3 separate regions of the Zea mays genome follow, and all the other regions are linked to region 2. The links are chromatin contacts, called in public Hi-C maps. All regions are on one chromosome and are shown on one strand. Each heading gives the region's core, a stretch centred on a gene start, on an enhancer-like site or on the middle of the called end of the contact. The rest is flanking DNA. Distances are from core to core; before and after follow the strand shown. Region 1 holds the start of LOC100281166. Region 2 holds the start of LOC103629786 (Plant Tudor-like RNA-binding protein). Region 3 holds the start of LOC103629778 (ethylene-responsive transcription factor WIN1).

Region 1 (3,343 bases), core at 634-3,133, 460 kb before region 2:
CTTGCTGCATCCCTCGAGACTGAGGTGCGCAAGGGAAGCGCCGTGGGCCTTAACCAAGGCGGAAACAGCTGCATCCGTGAGATTCTCGCAACCGTTCAAATCGACGTTGACCAGCCCACTGTTTGAACTCTTTATCAGTGGAAGGAAGCCGCTGTCGGTGACTGCACTAAGGCCACTCAAATTGACGTTCTCCAGCTGAGGGCAGATCATGCCCACCACGGCAAGGCTGGCGTCGGTGAAGCCTGGGCAATCCTTGATGGCCAGGGAACGTAGTGATTTGCATACCGGAAGTTGTGCAGGTGCGGAGCAGATGTCCTTGATCCCGACGCACTTGGACAGGGAGAGAGACTTAAACTTTGGGCTGCAGTTGAGGAGGAACGCAAGAATGCCCGTAAGAGTAACCCTGCTGCATTCCTCGATCTGCAAGTTCTCCAGGACCTTAGATGATTCTGCAAATTCCTTGAGACATCCATCTGAGACCTTGCTGCACCTCTTGAGGTTAACAAGCCTCAAACTTGGGCTGAACTTGGCGACAGATGCAAGAGCAAGATCCGTGAGTCCCGGGCAGGAGACAACAGTCATTCGCCTGAGCTTCTGCAGGCCCAGGGCATTGGCCATCACCCAGAATCCCCTCTCACCGACAGCAGGGAGGCGAGAAAGGGTCAGGTCTTTGATTGACTTCCCGTAGTACCCGATCACAGCAAGGGAAGCATCAGTAATGTTCAAACCCTGAAGCCGGACCTTTGTCAACGAAGAGGCGGTCGCAGAGCAGACGAGGCCAGACACACCCTGGTCATCGACGAGTGCGCAATTCTTGATGCTAACCGCCTGTAGCTTGGCGCAGAAACGACCTACAGCCTTGAGACCCTCGTTGGCCACACCGGAGCATCCCTCGATGGTGAGCGACTTCAGTTCCGGGCAACCCTGAGCAACCGCGGCGAGGCCCTTGTCCGTGATCATAGGGCAGCCAGAGATGTCAAGCCGCTCCAGCGAGTGGCACTCGGCCGCGACCTCGGCGAGCCCGGCGTCCGTCACCTGCGGGACATCCCACAGGGTAAGGGAGCGGAGCTCTGGGCAGCCGCGGGCGAGGGCGGAGATGCCGGCGTCGGTGACGCCACGCGCGGGGTGGCTCCCGCGGACGGAGACGGCAGCCAGACGGCCGGCGACGGCCGCCGCCGTGAGGCGCGCGTCCGTGGCCTCCATGCCCTCGAGGGTCCTCTCGCGGGCGTCGCCGTCCAGGTCCATCAGATCGGCCTCGTCGTCCTCGCTGAGGTACTCCTGGTTGAGGTCCGGCACGGCGGGGGCGGCCGGGGCCAGCACGGCCTCAGAGGCGCGGATGCCGGCGAGGAGCGCGAGCCAGCGGCGGGAGACGCAGGCCGACGCGCAGCGCGCGCGGGTGCCCTGCACGCGGCGCAGGACCTCGAAGAGGCACTCGTCCGGCAGCGCGTCCAGGGGCATCTCATCCCCGCGCTTCTGCCTCTTGGGCGCCGCCGTCACGGGCTCCGCGGCCGCCGTCGCGAACACGCGCTTCCGCGACCGGACGCCGGAGAGAACCGCATCGCCTAATCGAAGAAACGAGGGGTAAGAACACACGAAAAGGGAATCCAATCCCCAAAGCGGCAACTGCAAATCATCAACCCCTTAGCCAAAAGCAAAGGCCTTTACCTCTGTATCCCTGGAACGGAGACATGTCGAGCCGCAAAAGACCAAGAACGCCGTCGATGAAGCCGAAGCTTGCTCCCAGAACGCCGGAAAAATCGAAACGAAGAAGGGCGGATTTAGAAGACGGACGCCGAACCCTATCGCTTACCGCGACAGGGAAAAAATGGCGGATGAGCCGGAACGGACGGGTTAGGGGCAGAGGAGAGGAGGTGGTGGTGGGGTGGGGAAGGAGTGCCCGGTGGCGCCGGCGTTTTATGTGGTGGCGAACCCGGGAGGCAAGTTGCCCAAGTTGGCGCAATTCGTACCCCTTCCCTTCTGGATCTGCTGGGTTCATTGAATCTTACCTCTCCGTCTCACTGTCTGAGGTAGAGGAGATGCACTGTACTGATGCAAATCAGGCTACTGCTTCACGTAATACAGCAAATGAAAAGACCTAACTGCAGTTTGGGTCTAAGCTTTTCATACATTCTCTTTTAGGTGTATGAACCCTTAAAGTGCTTCAAATTCATTTGAAATGAACTTGTTGACGCTTTTTTGGAGCGCCAATCACTCAAGAAGAACCGGCGGCGGTGCCCTCTGCACAGGGGCGGACGGTCCGCGCGCAGGGGCCGGACGGTCCGCGGCCTGGTGCGAGACGGCGACGCTCTCTGGTCGGACGCGGACGGTCCGCGGCACAGGGCCGGACGGTCCGCGACCTGGTGCAGGAGCTCGGGTTCCCTGCCTGACGGCCGGACGGTCCGCGCCCTAGGGCCGGACGGTCCGCGCGTGCGCAGGGGCGACGGTAGATCGCCGACGGCGCCTGGATCTCGCTCCCGGGAGGGACCCCGTCGGGGAGGAGAGATCCTAGGAGTTGTCTAGGCTCGGGCAGGCCGACCTAGACTCCTCTAATCGACGTAGAGTCGAGGAGAGGCGGAGAATTTGGGGATTGGAATACTAAACTAGGGCTAAACTAGAACTAGACTAGAACTACTCCTAATGCATAAGGTAAAAATGAGTAATAGACTTGATTTGTTCGATTGTTGGGGGTTCAATCGGCCGTAGCCCTTCATCTATATAAAGGGGGAGGTCTGGATCCGTTTCCAACTGTTTCCCGAGTTAATCCTGCGGTTTTAGGTAACAAATCCCGCGAGAAACTAGGAACCCTAACTGACTCTGCGCGCGCGCGGACCGTCCGCGCCACCACCGCGGACTGTCCGGACCGCGGACCGTCCGGCCTCAGCGCCGGACTGTCCGCGCTGCTCAATTTGACTTCCAACATATGCCCCCCTGCCTTTTGGTGAAGGTTGATGAACCAAAAGCATATGAACTAAGCCTGATGTAAGTCACCGGCTTTTCAATATGGAGCTCATTCAATAAAGCACCAATGTATAAAGGCCGTTTCAGATTGTATCTTTCTCGGCCATGACCGTTTGATCAATGGATCAATAGGAATAGAATGGAGGTGCCCCCCAGCCTGGATAGACAAAGGGACTATACATATACCATGGATTCATCATCGTACCATTCCTTGTTTGAACAGGATAATATACCGACGATGAGTAAACGGGTGGAAAGTACCCTGGTCTCATAGGATGAACAGACGATGCTTGTCGCGTCGCCTTTTGGGCCATTTTGTTCGGCCGTTTCGTTTTAGTAGGTGACCGGGGTTTCTTTGTTGACCGATCACGTGGAATGGTCTTTT
Region 2 (3,297 bases), core at 786-3,285:
TGTTATTCACTTATTTATATGTGATGTATGATGTATCTCTAAATATTTGTACCTATATAATTTTTACTTTTTAAAATTATGTGTAATCTATCATATAAACTTGTTGCATGTGTTGTTTCGAGTATAAGTTTGGTATTCGGTTTTTACCGAAAAACCGAAGTAAAAAACCGAAATCGAAGTTCTCGGTTTTCATTTTCTAGAAAACCGATTGGTTTCTAATGTCTAAAAAACCGAAGTTTTTTAAAACCGAAAAACCGAACCGAAATTTCAAAAAAAACCGAATGCCCAGCCCTACGCGCGCTTGGAAAGGCCGCTGTTTCCCCGCCTTCGCTCCCGTCCTCTTCCAGCTGGTCTGGTGTTGCGTTGCTGACTCAGAGCTTGGATTGTTGTACATTCCAAACGCCCCTTGTCCCTTCTCCAAGATCACATACGAAATTCTTGATAAGCCTGGCCTGTTGCATGCGTGAAGCAAGCAAATCTGCGCCCCTCCCCTGGACATGTGATCGCGGAGATTTCTGAGCCCGGGACGCATGCGGTAGATCCCTGCTGGATTTTCATGCCTCATTTTCAGCTATGCAGATCGAGATCGAGGTGTCTCCGCTGAGCCCGGGACACATGCGGTAGATCCCTGCTGGATTTTCATGCCTCATTTTCAGCTATGCAGATCGAGATCGAGGTGTCTCCGCTGGCCTCTGTTCATGGCTCATGATCATCATGGACAACGGCCTCCATTAACGCAATACGCAGTGCGGCCACTCGTCAGTCGTCGCGCCCAACCAAACCATGACCTGCACCCCCCCTCCCCCTTCCTTTTTCAAGAATACAGTATTAGTTTATTATTAATTGATGAAAAGAGGTTATCCTTCTTGTATACGTGCTGGTTGTTTAGATTGTGTTTGCATTGCTTTGTTGGGTCATCTTTCCGGCACGCAAGGAATATGAAAGCTAGGTAAACAAGCAAAGCGATCAGCTAATTTTGAGAGACAGCGGCTTAAACGTGACTGCCAAGCCATCATCAACGCTGCCGCAGGATGACGGAGAAAGTATGCTTGGGGCGGTCGTCTGGGGCAGACGAACAACTTGCCACAGCTTCATGCCCACGAAAACTAGAGAAGAAAACACATTTTGATTAGCTGGTGCACACTAACCCGACGTTGTGAGTTTCTATTTCAATCCGTGGGATGGCTCGCACACGATCTGAAATTTAGTTCGTTCTTTATTTTACGCAAAAATGATTAAAATATAATAATAGTTATTTTCGATAACTAACTTGGCTAATTGTTCATGTAATATTTTGTTGCAACTCAACGCGAGAATACATAAAACCATAGATATAACTTAATTATTGTTGATACTTATTGTTTTTACTGCATCTAGTCCAAACCCAACCTATTGCCATCCTATACTCCCCTGTACTTTTTGGACGTGACAAATAAATCCTTCGACCTTTGGTAGATATCGAATTTGACCCGGTCTATAGTAGCAAGCAAAAAAAAAACCCACTGCTTCGGTACAATGGTATAAACTCCCTTGAAACATATAACAAAATATGCACATCCAAAATGAAAGGTCGTTTTCTAGAAATTTATATGGAAACGGCATATTCGATATGCATATATATACACTAGAGGACAAAATCATACAGTATAATATTTTGAAAACTTCTATGAATTATAGTATGTTTTAAGCGTTTCTCACGACTGCAGAGAATGGATGGCTCGTACACAAATGCGTCGATGTCTAGAACAGCGTTTAATTGTTTTACATTTTTCACTTGGAAAAACGAAAAACCCTTGGAAAAATAAGGTTCACAAACTAGCTCTAAGATGGTTCAAAAAAACCATGCTACGCTCCGGAGAAAATGTAACCCAAAAAAACGAGACGACAAACCAAAACCATGGGAACAAGATAGCCACCGATAACCTCGTCCTGGGATCTCAGCCGTCAAACGCCAGACCGACGGTCGACAAGCGACGGGCTGGCCGAGGCCCAAACAAGGATATCTAAGGCCAATGGCAGTGATGAGACTCGCCTCGAACCCAGAACGCGACGCGACGCGACGCAGGCCCACCCCTGTGACCCTGTCCTGCAGAAATATTCATTATCTTATATTCAAATAAATAAAATAAAAACCGACTGAATTTGCTTATTTCCGGCTCTTGTTGAAACCGCCACCCGATTCCTCCGCTCGCCAAATCCTCGCCGTGCCCTCGTAGCAATTCCTTGCGTCGGCGCATCATCGCGGCCTCCTCTCCCTCTCTCTCTCTATCTCTCTCAATCTCTCCGTTGGCAAATCGTTGAATCGACGTGCTTGGCCCCGGCCGCTCTGAGCCCGCCGCCAGCCTCCTCGTCTGAAGAAGAACGACAGCCGTCGGGCTCCGGTGGTCCCGCCGAAGAACGGCAGGTAGCCAGCCGCGCTCATCACGCCGGCGACTCGATTGGCATTGTATTGGCCTTTCCGTTTGTTGGTAAGGGACCCTAACTTCGCTTGATGTTTTTTTTCTTTTCTTTTTCCTCGGAGACTTATTTGTTCGGTAGATCGATCTCTTTACTCTCTTCTATGATCACAGTCAGATCGAAAAGAAGAGGAAAGAATCGGGAAGCCCGCCCCCCTGGTGGATATGCGAGGCCATGTTTTTCATGTCACACCCCCGACCGATTCGCCTCGATTTCGTTCTTCTGTTCTTCTGCGCCGCAATGGCTCCTTCGCTCGTTCATATCTGTTATTCTGTTGTGAATACTCGGTTTGAGTCAATGATGCGATTTCTTTCATTCAAAATCTTCTGGGTGCTCCTGTGTTATTCTGATTTATTCGCTCTGTTTCGACGCCAGTTAATCTATCGTGTCGGCTGTTGACAATATCTTTGGTTTCTTGTCCGCGACAGAGTTCTCGAAGCAAAACGACCTGATGAGATTCCTCAAGGGGAGCAAGGTGGAGGTATTGCAGGAGGCAGATGTGCCGTTTGGTTCTTGGAGGCCTGGTGAGATCGTCTCCGGCAATGGACACGCCTACTTTGTGAGATATGATGAAAGTCCCGTTGACTCCAGCGTGGCTGTTGAAAGGGTGCCAAGAAGGTTGATGAGGCCTCGCCCTCCTGCGGATGATCCTGTACGCTGGAGTTTGGGTAGTATCATTGAGGCCTTTGACAGCTACTCGTGGAAGGTTGCCGAGGTGGTGAGAGTGCTTGGAAAGAATCAATATCTAGTCAGGCTCCTTGGGTCCTCGCTGGAGTTGAGTGCACATGCATCGGTTCTTCGAATGAGGAAGCTTTGGCTAGATGACATATGGATTGTGAC
Region 3 (3,501 bases), core at 991-3,490, 320 kb before region 2:
CATGCATGCATTCCCTGGCCCTGAGGCCGGGCGGCCGGCCGGTACCAGCAAACTAGTAGCGTTGGTACGGTACGACGACTGACTGATTGGGGTACGGCCGGCGCGCTAATAATCACGTAGTACTGCAGCCATGAATCCGTTCACCTTGTTGCTAACCGTTTTCACGCGACGGGCCGGCCGGTCCTGACAGGCGATGGAGGACAAGGCAAGGCAACCACCACCCTCACACTAAAGCTGCTGCCCCAGGCCGGCCGCCCGCACTTTCCAGTGACGCGCGCGCGTACGGAAACTACGGATACAGATGGAGTGATGAGCGAGTAGTGTCAGCGAGCGAGCGAGCGAGCAGCAGGCAGCGTTCCTGTAGCTGAAGGTTCCATGCTGCAACCTGCGATGCGAGTGAGGTGAGGAGGAAGCTAGGAAGAACTCACTGTTACTGACACACGTATCTGTGTGGAGCCCAACCGAAGGAAACTACTGTAAATTAAAAAGTACTACGGGGGTGTTTGGTTGCTCCTGCTAAAGTTTAGCCCGGGTCACATCAAGCGTTTGACTTTTAAATAGGAGTATGAAATATAGACCCAACCAACTGGACTAGATTCGTCTCGTCTTTTAATCTTCGGCTGACAAATTAGTTTTATAATCCGACTACATTTAATACCCGGAACGGAGGTTCAAACATTCGATGGAACAGATGCTAAATTTTAGCGGGGTGTAACCAAACACCCCCTACGTACTACCTGTGCTGTACTTACAGTACCGGCCGGGCCGCATTGAATTGGGCGTGGTGGACAAGACAAGGGCAGGGGGGCAGCGAGGAGTGAGCCCCGCGCCCGCCATTGATCGTGTCCAGCTCGATGCTTCCGCTTTCTGTGTTGCCATTGCCACGCGATGATGATAGCGTGGCGGATGGATTGCTCACTCAGCTAATACGGTTGCATTGCATATATCCCTGGCTCTGGCCGGCTAGCTGCTGCTGCCCCCATCAATAAATGAGGTCGCCAACGCCAAGCGCGTAGGAGTACGTACGTACGTACGTAGGTGGGGGGAGTAGTTAATTAGCCAGCCAGCGAGCGAGGGTGGGTATCAGTGCCACCCGCCACACACACTTCACCGACAGCGCATCCCACAAGTGACGAGCCCAACCTCCCTCCTCCGTCTGCTAGTCTGCTGGAGTACTACAACGAGTCTTCTCGTGCAGTGCAGTCTAGGTAGGGCTGGCCAAAAAAAACCCGTAACCCGAACTCGAAATATCTAAAATCGAACCCAAAATACCTAAAACCGAACCTGAAATACCCGAAACCCGAATTTTGTTCGGGATTTCGGGTAGCAACTTGCAAAACCCGAATTTATTTCGGGTAATTCGGGTATCACAATCGGGTACCCGAAATACCCGAACTTTCATGTATCATGTACTCATGTCATGCTTAATTATTAATTTGTATATTTATAATTATGTGTAAGTGTGCATAACTTGTGATTGTAGATTGCTTGTGTTTTATATGTCCATGTATATCATTATTCAAACTATATTTTTATACTAATTTAATAGGGTGTATGTGTTTTTATGAAGCCGACACAATAGTTCGGGTAGTTCGGGAATACCCGAACCCAAACTCGAAATTTTGGGTACCCGAATTTTCGGGTATTGCAAAACCCGTTGTAATTTCGGGTGTCGATTCCCAAAACCCGAATTACCCGACCCGAATTTTTTAGGTAACCCGAACGCCCACCCTTAAGTCTATGCTCTGGATCAGTTTCAGATCCTTAAAAACCAGCTTTTTTTTGTTTTACATTTCCAGTACTCACTAGTTCCTAAAATAAATCTGGATTCTGACAGGGAGGTGCCTCGGTTTCTAAAGAGTCTAGCTTCATACGTATCCATTGCTCTCCCCTCTGGCGTCATTTATTATATATATTCTTTTGGATCATATAAAAATATACTACTCGCAAAGGCTGGATGTCGATCGCTTACTAATATGCCAACAAAAAACCGGCGCAACAAACTGCCAAAAAATGGCACCTTCCTTTAGATACCACCACTAAGTTTTGAAGTGACAAAAAAAAACAGATTGTTGAAAAGTGACGGATGCATACAACAGGCCGGGCCCTTTAATTAGTCGTACGTACTACCATCATCTGTCACTCCCATGCTTCGGGGTCCTGATGACCTCCTGTATATATGTTACTGCTACTACCGGCCCCACGTACCAGCGGCAGCCGCCATGGATTACTACTTATGGTGGGGGGTAGTCACGTCACACACACGGGGAGGCACCTAGAGCAGTAGAGCTAGCAGCACTGACTCAAAATCAAAAGTGTGTTCCTGTACTCCTTCCTAGCTACTCTGAATGCGGCATTGCAGTGAGAGCACCCTAATCTAATCTTACTACTGGCTTTCCCTCGTACTCCGTACACTGCGGGTGTAGCTTTTATTTTATATTATATTCACCGGAACGGCGCAGGGAAGCAGGCATCATCTACACATACACACACACACCCCAGTCCTGGCTGATCCGGAGGCATTCACTCACTCACTGCTGCTGCTCACAGTGCTCGCGTCCGGCTCGCACCGCTCTGCAGACGACTGCCTCCTCTGTCCTTCCTTCCTTCCTTCCCTTGCCAGTGGCAGGCAGAGGATCTGCAGTGCCTGCCGTCCAGCGCCAGCCCGACCGACCCCTCCTGCCGCACAGCACAGAGGGAGGGGGGAAACGCAGGATCATCAGCTAGCATGGTGCAGCAGTCAAAGAAGAAGAAGTTCCGCGGCGTCAGGCAGCGCCACTGGGGCTCCTGGGTCTCCGAGATCAGGCACCCGCTGCTGTAAGAACCAACCGAACCGACACACACCTGCAGTGTTCTTGTGCCGTTCATTCTCTCTCTTTCGCCATGCATGTGTTCTTCTGATGACGACGGCCGAATTCAACGTGTGCACGCGTTCTTGTGCGTACGCAGCAAGAGGAGGGTGTGGCTGGGCACCTTCGATACCGCGGAGGAGGCGGCGCGGGCGTACGACGAGGCCGCCGTCCTCATGAGCGGCCGCAACGCCAAGACCAACTTCCCCGTAGTGCCCTGCGGCAGGACGCGCGGCGGCGGCGGCGGCGCCTCGTCCGGCAACAACACCAACGCCAGCGCCAGCGCCAGCGCCAGCACCAGCACCAGCAGCCTGTCGCAGTCGCAGGTCCTCAGCGCCAAGCTCCGCAGGTGCTGCAAGGCGCCGTCGCCGTCGCTCACCTGCCTCCGCCTCGACCCGGAGAGGTCCCACATCGGCGTCTGGCACAAGGGCGCCGGCGCGCGCGCCGACTCCAGCTGGGTCATGACCGTCCAGCTCAGCGACAAGGACGCCGCGCCGGCGCCCAGCGCCACGTCGTCCACGGCCACGACGGCGACGGCTGCCTCGCCTCCTCCGGTGGTGGTGGTGGACGACGAGGAGAGGATCGCGCTGCAGATGATCGAGGAGCTGCTGGGCGGCGGCGGCGGCGGCGGCCCGGTCTCGCACCCGCATGG

The links. Hi-C and Micro-C count contacts between places; a contact is called where the count stands out from the background.
Region 1: a contact with region 2 is called in a Hi-C map of tassel, with 2.5 times the contacts expected there. The contact joins the promoter of LOC100281166 here to the promoter of LOC103629786 in region 2. A contact is called at or near these places in 2 of 25 Hi-C or Micro-C datasets (leaf and tassel).
Region 3: a contact with region 2 is called in a Hi-C map of tassel, with 2.2 times the contacts expected there. The contact joins the promoter of LOC103629778 here to the promoter of LOC103629786 in region 2. A contact is called at or near these places in 3 of 25 Hi-C or Micro-C datasets (endosperm, leaf and tassel).

What each region holds. Positions count from the first base shown.
Region 1 is chr6:112,529,842-112,533,184 of Zm-B73-REFERENCE-NAM-5.0, forward strand. LOC100281166 reads right to left here and starts at 1,884. Exons shown (of 2, transcript NM_001154085.1): 1 at 1,666-1,884; 2 at 1-1,562. The coding sequence starts at 1,690.
Region 2 is chr6:112,988,648-112,991,944 of Zm-B73-REFERENCE-NAM-5.0, forward strand. It overlaps LOC103629786 (Plant Tudor-like RNA-binding protein), which reads left to right and starts at 2,036. Exons shown (of 6, transcript XM_035960118.1): 1 at 2,036-2,468; 2 at 2,886-3,297. The coding sequence starts at 2,909.
Region 3 is chr6:112,663,986-112,667,486 of Zm-B73-REFERENCE-NAM-5.0, forward strand. It overlaps LOC103629778 (ethylene-responsive transcription factor WIN1), which reads left to right and starts at 2,241. Exons shown (of 2, transcript XM_008650884.3): 1 at 2,241-2,817; 2 at 2,950-3,501. The coding sequence starts at 2,729.